Linked DNA regions of Zea mays: region 1 is linked to region 2. The links are chromatin contacts, called in public Hi-C maps. All regions are on one chromosome and are shown on one strand. Each heading gives the region's core, a stretch centred on a gene start, on an enhancer-like site or on the middle of the called end of the contact. The rest is flanking DNA. Distances are from core to core; before and after follow the strand shown. Region 1 has its middle 41 kb from the start of HMT-3. Region 2 has its middle 60 kb from the start of LOC103650483.

What was found. Hi-C and Micro-C count contacts between places; a contact is called where the count stands out from the background.
Region 1: a contact with region 2 is called in a Hi-C map of leaf, with 3 times the contacts expected there. The contact joins two enhancer-like sites. A contact is called at or near these places in 4 of 25 Hi-C or Micro-C datasets (ear, leaf and tassel).

The regions. Positions count from the first base shown.
Region 1 is chr3:122,337,680-122,343,347 of Zm-B73-REFERENCE-NAM-5.0, forward strand. No RefSeq gene overlaps it. Among protein-coding and RNA genes, the nearest start is that of HMT-3, 41 kb to the right of the region's middle. Within about 2 kb of position 1,697, at least 19 of the 20 cell types and tissues checked have an H3K27ac peak or open chromatin away from gene starts, as enhancers often do. A contact at or near this core is called in ear, leaf and tassel, where this site is marked.
Region 2 is chr3:122,103,173-122,108,504 of Zm-B73-REFERENCE-NAM-5.0, forward strand. No RefSeq gene overlaps it. Among protein-coding and RNA genes, the nearest start is that of LOC103650483, 60 kb to the left of the region's middle. Within about 2 kb of position 3,874, at least 10 of the 20 cell types and tissues checked have an H3K27ac peak or open chromatin away from gene starts, as enhancers often do. A contact at or near this core is called in ear, leaf and tassel, where this site is marked.

The DNA of each region.
Region 1 (5,668 bases), core at 447-2,946, 230 kb after region 2:
TAAAGCCTCCCATTGTCGACTGATGCAAGACTACTTCAATGACTCACGTGTTTATCCTTTGATCTACTTTTGTTGAAGGTACCACATATAAAAAAGTCTCCTTTTCTTCAAATTTGTTAGGTGAGCATTCCTCGATTTCACTCTAGAATCGATGCACTCAACTGCAGTGGATTCTCTCCCACCAAAAATGTGCCGCTACTTTCCACATCTCACCTACAGTAGGGTTGACTCTATTACTAGGTATATTAAAATGGGAAAAGCTTGGTCTTAATGTGCCTTGAACATTTCTATAGGGAGATTATTTTATGATTAGTTAGGAGTATAGTCATTGTCCCTTGTTGATGATCTTGGGCGTCTTTTAACTAAGGGGAGGAGAGGAGATTTCTTGGTATGATAGGGAGTATATATTGTATGCGTTGAAAGGAGAGAAACTATCCTGTTGGATGAAAAGGACATTTACTAGGGGACATCGGATCCCTGACCATCATGCACAATATGGTGCCTTGTATGACTTGTGGATTTGGCATATTTTTTTATGGCAGTGGGGTCAAACAACGACGTCAATGTGTTCAACCAATTGACATTGTTCACTGATATGCTCAATGTAAAAGCACCAAATACGAAAGGGCCTTTAACGTAATGGTTAAGGTTTCCGAGTAGCACATCCAGGTCCCAGGTTCGATCCCCTCGGTGGTGAATTTCTGGCTTGGCTAAAAAATCTTATTTGTTGATAGAAAAGGGCTAACGAGGGTCGAATAGGTGATGTGGCGTGACATAGCGGTAAGTAGCCAATCGAAAACTAGTCTCATCTCGGCTCCCTAGCCGCTATTTTTTCTCGAATCAAGAAGCAACACACGCGGCACCCTTATCGTTAGAAATATGCACGTAAATCATATTCCCATAAGCATTTTTAAAGAATGTCAATAGATAAGTAGTTACAGCAACCGGAGGAAAAAAAATCTGATTCTTCAGGGTCCATGACAAAATCAACGCGGAACGGGGCGCAACGCAATGGTGCGGGCCACGTGGGGGAAAGTAGGTGCCAAACTTGGGCTGATACAGAGTCAAATTAAGCTACGACGACTTACGTGTTGGGTGTGTCGCTACCGTACACACGATAAATTTTGACGAACGATGCCGTGTTGGGTGTGCACGCCAGTTGGCGATACTCACGATGCTACTGTATACACGATATATAAGCAGGTGTTTTTTCCGTCAGAGACAGGAAAAAAAATGCGAACGGCAATTAGAAAAAAGACTTTAGAAAAATAACATACTAATCTTAACCATTTTACAGCGTGCTCCGCTCCACCCGACCAAGCGTCGCCCTTTCACTGTCCACGTACTACTACCATCGTGTTCACGGTCCACTGGCTGCAACGACTGCCATCAGTGTCCACCTGCCCCACGCCTGCTTGGGACTACGAGCACGCGTGAAATTGAAGAACTGGTCGGCCGGGGTCCGGAGTGACAGTGAACTAGCTATACCTCTATTATAAAGCACCAGTCTTTCTAGTTTCTACTTCGCTTATTTCTAATTTTTTTCTAAACTTTACTATTATAAAGTTGTGTCATCTTTTTAAAAAAACCTCTTATATTTTTTTTGCTAATCAATCCACCATCAGTCTGATCACCTCTCTCTCCTATAAACTGCAGCCACCCGACTTCCTACCTCACCCTGCCTACAACACCGTAACCTTAGCATAGCAGCTGACCCCCTCACCGTCAGCAGCCATGAAGAGCTAGGCGACCAGCGGCACCTCTGCCTTCTTCGCCTCCCTCGAGCGCTGCTCCTGCATCAACCTCTCCACGGATGATGACGACAACCGCAACCACGACGAGGCCAAGGACAGACTCCTCATCCTCGCCGCCACCGCCAAGCCTGATCCTAACACTGCCTCCCCCTCCTCGCACGAGCATCGCCATCCCTTCGGTTCGTTCGACGCTCGTGGGCAATCGTACGCGCTCGCGTCTCGCCCCCGACCCTGATTGGTTGTTCCTCGTCTTCGCTAACGCGAATGTGTGACAACCCCTCGCCGACGGTGAAGGATCACCACGACGTGAGCGGTGCCAGAGGACGCCAACAAACCAGGCAAGTGGTTGAACTATTTAGATTCTCTTCTATTTCATTCATAATTCTCTCAAGTTGTCTGGTACATTATTTATATCCACCCTTACATGTGCTAATTCCCCTAGTACGGCCCATTACAGAGCTAATTTGGTTTATACGGCCCAATCACCAGAATACAGACTCCCTTACAACTGAGAATACAAAAGAAGCAGAAACGAACTCAACCATGGTATCTGACCACGCCCCAGCTACTCCTTCACACCTCACTGGTCCCTTCTGCAGTCCTCACATCTCCCCAGACCTCAAATGACACTTGACCCCAAGTGTTTGCTGTTGGAAAACGTGCCTTAACAATAGAGTAATCTTCCCATGTAGCAGTTGCCTCAGGTAGCCCAGTCCACTTCACCAATTCCTAAGTAATAGAATGATTGCCCTTATGCACCATTCTTTGATCCAACACCTGTTCAGGCACAATCTCCCCTTGAGATAGATCAGACACCATTGGTAATGTTGTAAACACAGGCGAGTAGCAAGGAAGGAACGACTTGAGTTGAGACACATGAAAAACATGATGAACTTGGGCATCTGCAGGCAATGCAAGTCTATAAGCGACTGGTCCAATCCTAGCCTCCACCTTGGGGCTTGTTCGTTTTGCTCTCAATCCATGTGGATTGGGTGGGATTGGATGGGTTTCAATCCCAAACAAATCAAAATCTTTCACAATTTTTTCCAATCCCATCCAATCCACATGGGATAGGAATAACCGAACAAGCCCTTGAATGGCCCAAAGAATTTAAACGCCAGCTTCAGACAAGGTTGGTTCACCACAGTCTTCTATGCATAAGGTTGTAATTTGAGTAGAACTAGGTCTCCCACTTGAAACTCTCTTGGAGTTCTGCCCTTATTAGCATACTGCTTCATACGAAGTTAAGCCCGAGCCAATTGCTCCTTCAACATGGCTGAGAAAGCTGACCTCTCAGTAATCTAGTCAGTAGCCTCCTTATCCTCAATTCCAATGAGTCGAGGGGTGACTAGGAGTGGTGCTTCATAGCCATACAGTGCTCTGGAGGGAGTGAAACCCAACACCGAATGGTTGTTAGAGGTATACCAATACTCAACTAAGGCCAACCATTTTTTCCATTGGTGGGGCTGATTGTAGACAGCACACCTGAGGTACATCTCCACACACTGATTTACCCTCTCGCTTTAGCCATCAGTTTGTGGATGGTACACAATAGAAAGTAAGAGCTTCACCTCCATGAGCTGGAAAAATGCTTCCAGAAACTGCTGGTGAAGACTTTGTCACGATCAGACACTATAGATTTAGGCACCCCATGCAGCTTGATCACATTGTCCAGGAAAATTTGAGCAACCACTTCGGCAGTGAATGGATGCTTCAGAGGAAAAATGAATGTACTTAGAAAATCTGTCCACCACCACAAGTATAGTATCAAACCCTTCAGATCTTGGCAATCCTTCAATAAAGTCCATGGTCACATCCCTTGAGGAATAGGCAACAGTTTTGTGAGAGGCTTTGCCAAGAGTCCATAACCTTTGACAAACTTTCTATAGTATATAGTTAGACCCAAAAATCCCCTGAGTTCCGTAACATTTCTGGGTTGTGGCCAAGACAACATGACTGCAGTTTTACTGGAATCTGTTGCCACCCTCCCTAGAAATCACAGGGCCCAAATACTTCAACTCATGCTTCACAAAGGAACACTTCTTCAACTTTAAGTAAAACTGATGCTCCCTCAGCTTAGCTAAAACCAACTTGATATGGTAAATACATGTTTCTAGGTTGGGACTATATATGAGAATGTCATCTAGAAAAAACATCACAACTTCCTTAGAAAACTCTCCAAAACTGAGTTCATGGCACATTGAAAACTGGCTGGTGCATTAGTGAGACCAAATGGCATCACCCTAAACTGATAATGGCCATGGTGTGTTTTGAAAGCAGTCTTGTATTCATATTCAACCCCCATTCTAATATGGTGGTAGCCTATTGTCATGTCTAGACTTATGAAGAACTGAGCTCCAGCCAATTCATCCAAAATCTCATCCACCAGAGGCATTGGAAATATGTTCTTTATAGTCATCTCATTCAACTTCCTGTAATCAACACAGAATGGCATAGAATTGTTCTACAGGATGTCATGTATGTAATGGAATTAGGTTTGTGGTTATTTTTCATTATGTCATGTATGCAATGGAATTGATGGAATGTCATAGAATTGTTCTACATGATGTCTTGGTTGTATAATCTCACTTTTGTGCCTTTGTGATTGCTGATGGCAGAAGATGAGAAGCACTCATACCATGCCTTTTATTTTCCTATACAACTGATGGAATTGATTTTGTATAATTTTTTTCTATAGTATGTCGTGGACCTATCATTTGTATTTGAGAAAACAAAAATACCGGTATGTTCTATTCTCTATTATGTTCTGGTTATTTGTATAGATAGTTGTATAAAAACAAGGGATGTTCAAAATATAGCATGTGTGTGAAGTCATTTGTATTTGAACTCGAATTTATGTCCATCAAAGGTTTGAATTTAAAAACTTTACAGAAATATTGTAGTTTAGTGATGATGCAGCTATAGCAATGTTAGGTGGTATAACACATTCAAAATTATGTTTCCCAATGTTAGAAAAAACATGAGAAGCTCAAACTACACTACATCACCTCATAAGCTATTTTGTCAACTAGGAATGAGAATGTCGATGACATAAACATGAAGCTTATTAAATATTTTCCAGCAGACCAAGTGGTTATCACAGCTTTGATACTAATCTTGATCCACCTAATGGCTTATGTAATAGAACAATTGATAGCAACTGAAATATGTTGACTTATATTCAAATGATAACAACTGAAATATATCAACTTATTCAAATGATAACAACTGAAATATATCAACTTATTCAAATGATAACAACTAAAATATGTTGACTTATATTCATGGTCAGTATTATAATAAAGTTTTGGAACATGTTTGAATACCTATTCCATTTAAACAAAGTATACCCCTATATATATATATATATATATATATATATATATATATATATATATATATATATATATAGTAGCAATGCATGGGCATCTAACTAGTATGTTGTATATAGAACATTCATTCTTTCCCATCTAAATCCATAACAGTTTCTCTGTTGCCATATATTTATAATTCTTTTGGTTACCTCATTGCTACAACCATTACCTTGGACAAGAGGGATTTGCAATTTCACCATCACTAGTAGTGGGCTTCACTAATATGCCACCGGGCTCACAAATAGAGTTGAAAGTTGGCTCAGCCCGGGCCGAGCCCATCGTGCTTTAGACAAAACTTTTTGGGCCAACACGTCACGAAATAATTTCGATCTAGGCCGGATCATGTCCGAATACCAAAACCTAGGCACGACATGGCCCAAAAGCATGGTAGGTTGATGCGACACAGAGAAAAGAAACTTACAAATAAATAAATAGCCATGGGCTTCCAATAGCTCGGCAAAAGCCCTGACCCGATGTTGCCAACAGATTCAGCCGCACCAGGTCCAAAGCGTCTATAAAAGAAGCTCCAGATCACTAGGG
Region 2 (5,332 bases), core at 2,624-5,123:
GAGCCATCTACCAAACGTCAAATCTGTCACTGATCAAATAAATTTCAGACCTAACAAGGTATGGGCAGATAATGTTATTTGAATTCGCAAGAACGCAAGATGATGACAAAATGTTGATTTCTAAAGCATAAGATGAAGATCTTTGAGTGGATTATTTTCAAAAATCCACTCAAAGCTCGGGGGCTACACCCATTGGGTGCACCTTCGGTGCACCCAATAGATTTTTAATCCCAGAGGACAGAATGTTGATTTCTAAAGCATAAGCTGATGACAGAATGCTGATTTGTAAAGCATAAGTTGATGATAGAATGCTGATTTCTAAGGCACGAAATGAAGACTTTTGAGTGGTTTGTTTTCAAAAACCCACTCAAAGTTCCAAATGCTGACTTCCAAAGCACGATATGATGACAAGACGCTGATCTCCAAAGCATCAAATGAAGACCTTTGAGAAGAATGTTTTTACTAAGTCACTCAAAGTGTTAGAAGCAACGCTCAATTGGTGCACCTTCGGCGTGCCCATTACCAGAATGGAAATCAAGCCACAGACTCGCGAGCTGGACCTAGAATCTTTGGGCTGATTATTTCAAAATCAACTCAAAGATTGGGGGCTTGTGGGAGACAAATATCCCCCGGGTCTACTAGAAGGCAAGAAGGCCTCGCGAAAGAATTTGGGCCTATTATCTCGCAAGGCCATCCCTTCGTGGGCCATGGGAGAACTGCTGGTGGAATGGGCCGACACGAGAAAGAAGCAGACTCAGGCCCAAGCGGCTCGTCGGACTTAATCACTATCCACAGCGTCGATCCGACTTTCTCGCGTGTAGTGACCTTGAATATCGGAGCAAACCAGGGATAAGTCGGTAAGATTATAGGAAGATAAGTTCAGTCGATTCACTATTGTTTAGATACACATCATCATCATACACGCATGTAGTGCCCCATGGTCGAGTATATAAGACCTAGGGGTACCCCATCATTTCCATCGACCATCTACTCAACTCATTAGCCTTTCTCCACACAGGAGACTTTCCTTGGAACCTACCACATAGAGATCCACACCAGGAAGTAGGGTATTATGCATCTCAAAGCAGCCCGAACCTGTAGAAAATCACCCATCGTCTCTCGTGCATATCGCACGAACCATTGAGTTACAGTCAACAACACCGTCCTACCCAAAAGCACCGTGAGGGGTAACCCCGGGTGTGCGGTCGGGTTCCAAACGCCGACAATATATGCTGGCCGCTACCCTCCGTTCAGCCATTTGTGCCAGCATTGTGGGGCATCGAAGTAGCAGAGCGAGCGTAGCTAAGAGCGAGGCCGCCACGGTCAAGAGATCGACGTCAAACGCTGCGAGCCTAGAGAGAATAGAGAAGCCGTGGAGGATGATGGACACCGCCATGGGCACTTCTCGCTGCGCGCCCAAGTAGAGAGCTACGTGTGGGCGAGGAGGGATGCATGCGTCAACAGATCACATACGAGGAAGGTAGAATATGGCCACACCAAGATCCCATATATTATGTCCATTTACCCTGTAATTCTTTACGTGACCTCGATCTAACCAATCAGATCGTATCATGTCACCTATTTCTGGGCAACCCAACTAATTTATTAAAAATATGATGTTTTTTAGGTCAAATAATTTGTTTTAATCTGTTCAAATTGTGTTAGGATTATATTAATTTTGCGTACGTAGTAATAACTTTGTTTTAATTATGCCACATGTTTTAATTAATTAATTACTTATTTATTTAATGTTAATTAACTAGATAATCTAGTTAATCTAATTTATAGTTCTAACCTACGCATCTTATAAATAATTGTTAATGATTAATACCAACTCAAATATTTTAATTTAATACCAGCTTAGTTTAAATGCAATATCTATTAGATCCCATTTATTAGATTTATTGCGCCTAAAATATCGTTTTATCCATAAATTCTTTGTTTTAGCTCCGATTTTAATGGTTCTCGAACCTACGCTCTCGTACCATCGCGTAGAATATTTTTTACGTTGTTTGTTCTCATGTTTGATGTACTGTTATTTTATGTGATCCTTGTCTATTTGTATGTATTGCTACGAATAGCGGTGAGGTCACAAGAATCCGAAGACCAAGTTGATGTCTGGGAATCTCGAGTCTAAGGCAAGTTGTGCCCTTGATCACTTTTCTTTACCTAATAATGTTCCTTTTAATCACTGTGACATGCTCATGTTAATTTGATGGGACCTAATAGGTTTCCCTAGCATTGTTATCCTCCACCTTGCAAACAGATGAACTTTTGGGTAGATTTGCTATTGCTCTACCTTGTTTTGAGAAATTAACGTTTTATTATGATCATGTTCCAATTATGTTATTTTAATTATTGTTCATGATAAGATCATCATGTTAATTGGAACATGGAGAACCACCCGGGAAAACAGTGCTACCACAAGGGTGGTATGAGACGCCATTAGCTGACTAATTAGGAAAGCTAGTGGAAGACTACCTTACCTAAAAGGGGCAATGGTGGTAGAGGAGCTGCGTATAGGGAGTTTCTCGGGTCGATCACGCTGCGATGACTTTTCGGACGAGGGATTCCTATATTTCCCTTCTCAAAAATCGTAGCAAGTTTTTGAAAGCTAGTAGAACTTTATAAATGCCTCGTATTGGTACCCTGCCTCTTCTCCTCAGCAGAGATGAATGGGAAGTCGCAATCCCTTGGCAAATGAGTAACACGGCTTGTGGGTAAAGATGCGTGATCTCTGCAGAGTGTAAAACTGGTATATCGGCCGTGCTCACGGTCATGAGCAGCTCGGACCCTCACATGAGTAATTTATGGAACTAAACTTAATTTGTCATATGCATTGCATTGTGGGTGTTATTATTAATTTTGATCTCTTATTTAATTGGGTTGGTATCTACTTATACTTAGTAACTGCTAATAAAATTTTGACCAACTTTAAAAGCAACACTCAGCTTTAACCATCTTCTTTGGTAAGCCTTACACTTCACATGAGCTCCCACCTTTGGTAAGTTCATGCACATTATTTTCCACAACTTGTTGAGCCATGAACGCATGTGAGCTCACCCTTGTTGTACTCATATCCTCCTAGGTCAAGAACAGGGACCACAGGATGAGACGCATGAATGATGCTGTGATGAGTTCGTGAGTGGTCTAGGTCGTCGTCTCCCAGTCAACTATGGTTGCTGGATTGTTGTCTTCGTATGATGTAATTATTTAACTATTTTGTACACAACTTCTTTATATATTAAAGATGTGACATTCGTTTATGTACCATGTGTTATCATATGTGTGAGACTTGATCCCAGCACACTTAGTGAAGTTCGCGCCCGGGTTTTGGACCCCAAATTTGGGATTTTGGTAAAACTCTTTCAAAATCTTTGGTAAATATATTTTTCTTGTAAGCGAATTAGAAAGATTCTCATATAAATTATACTTTGAAATATTTTCTAAAGCTTTAAAACTAAAATATTCTTTATGGAGATTATGTTCTCTTAAAATAAGTAGGTAATAAGACATTGAATTTTGAGTGTGCCTTTAATTAGACTATGCATTCAAAAGAGTGTTTTCTTAAATAGATTGTTTTTGTGTGTGCGCGCATTATATATTTGAAGCAATTATTCAAATAGATAAGATAATAAATAAACAAAAATAAAAATAAACCCTGCATCGCATTCTGAGATTTTTGTTTGCGCATTCAGCCTGAGTTTGAAGTTCGAAACTGAATTTGGGATTCAAACTTGAACAAAGGAAAACATAAATAAGTAAAAGAATAAAAAAAAGTGACCGAAGCTTACCGGACCAGCCCATCCAACCCCAAAGGTAGCCCACGTTCCTTTTTATTTTTTTCTATTTCTAGCCTCAATTTGGGTCACCTAATGTAATCATCCAATTTTTTTTTCTATGTCGCTGGACGCTGGCTCGCTGTGTAGTGGGCCGGATTGGCTATCTTCTTTCCCGGATGATCGCTCGAGTTTGTCAACAGACTCGTTTTCATAACCGCCGTCGGCCGAATCCATTGCGGTCCGATCAGATTTTCCTCGCCCTTGATGGTCTTGGCACTATATATGTTCGCCGCTACCCTCTGTTCAGCCATCTGTGCCAGCGTCGTGGGGCATCGAAGTAGTAGAACGAGCGTAGCTAAGAGCGGGGCCGCCACGGTCAAGAGATCGACGTCAAACGCTGTGAGCCTAGAGAAGAGAGAGAGAAGCCGCGGAGGATGATGGACACTGCCATGGGCACTTCTCGCTGCGCGCCCAAGTAGAGCTACTGTAGGCGAGGAGGGATGCCTGCGTCAACAGATCACATACGAAAAAGGTAGAATATGGCCACACCAAGATCCCATATATTACGTCTATTTATCATGTAATTCTTTACGTGACCTCGATCTAACCAATCAGATCGTGTCATGTTATTTATTTCTTGACATCTCAACTAATTTATTATAAATGTGATATCTTCTAAGTCAAATAATTTATTTTAATCTGTTCAAGTTATGTTAGGTTCATATTAATTTTGCGTACGTAGTAATAACTTTGTTTTAATTATGCCACATGTTTTAATTAATTGATTAATTACTTATTTAATTAATGTTAATTAGCTAGATAATCTAGTTAATCTAATTTATAGTTCTAATCTACGCATCTTATAAATAATTGTTAATGATTAATACCAACTCAAATATTTTAATTTAATACCAGCTTAGTTTAAATGCAATATCTGTTAGATCTCATCTATTAGCTTATTGCATCTAAAATATTGTTTTATCCATAAATTCTTTGTTTTAGCTCCGATTTTAATGGTTCTCGAACCTACGCTCTCGTAGCATCGCGTAGAATATTTTTTACGCTGTTTGTTCTCATGTTTGATGTACTGTTATTTTTATGTGATCCTTGTCTATTTGTATGTATTGCTACGAATAGCGGTGAGGTCACGAGAATCCCAAGACCAAGTTGATACCTAGGAATCTCGAGTCTAAGGCAAGTTGTGTCCTTGATCACTTTTCTTTACCTAATAATGTTCCTGTTAATAGTGACACTATGACATACTCGAATTAATTTGATGGGACCTAATAGGTTTCCCTAGCATTGTTATCCCACACCTTGCAAACAAATGAACTATTGGGTAGATTTGCTATTGCTTTATCTGGTTTTGGGAAATTAATGTTTTTTAAGATCATGTTCCAATTATGTTGTTATTTTAATTACTGTTCATGATAAGGTCATCATGTTAATCGGAACATGGAGAACCACCCGAGAAAACAGTGCTACCACAAGGGTGGTATGAGACGCCATTGGCTGACTAATTAGGAAAGCTAGTGGAAGACTAACTTACC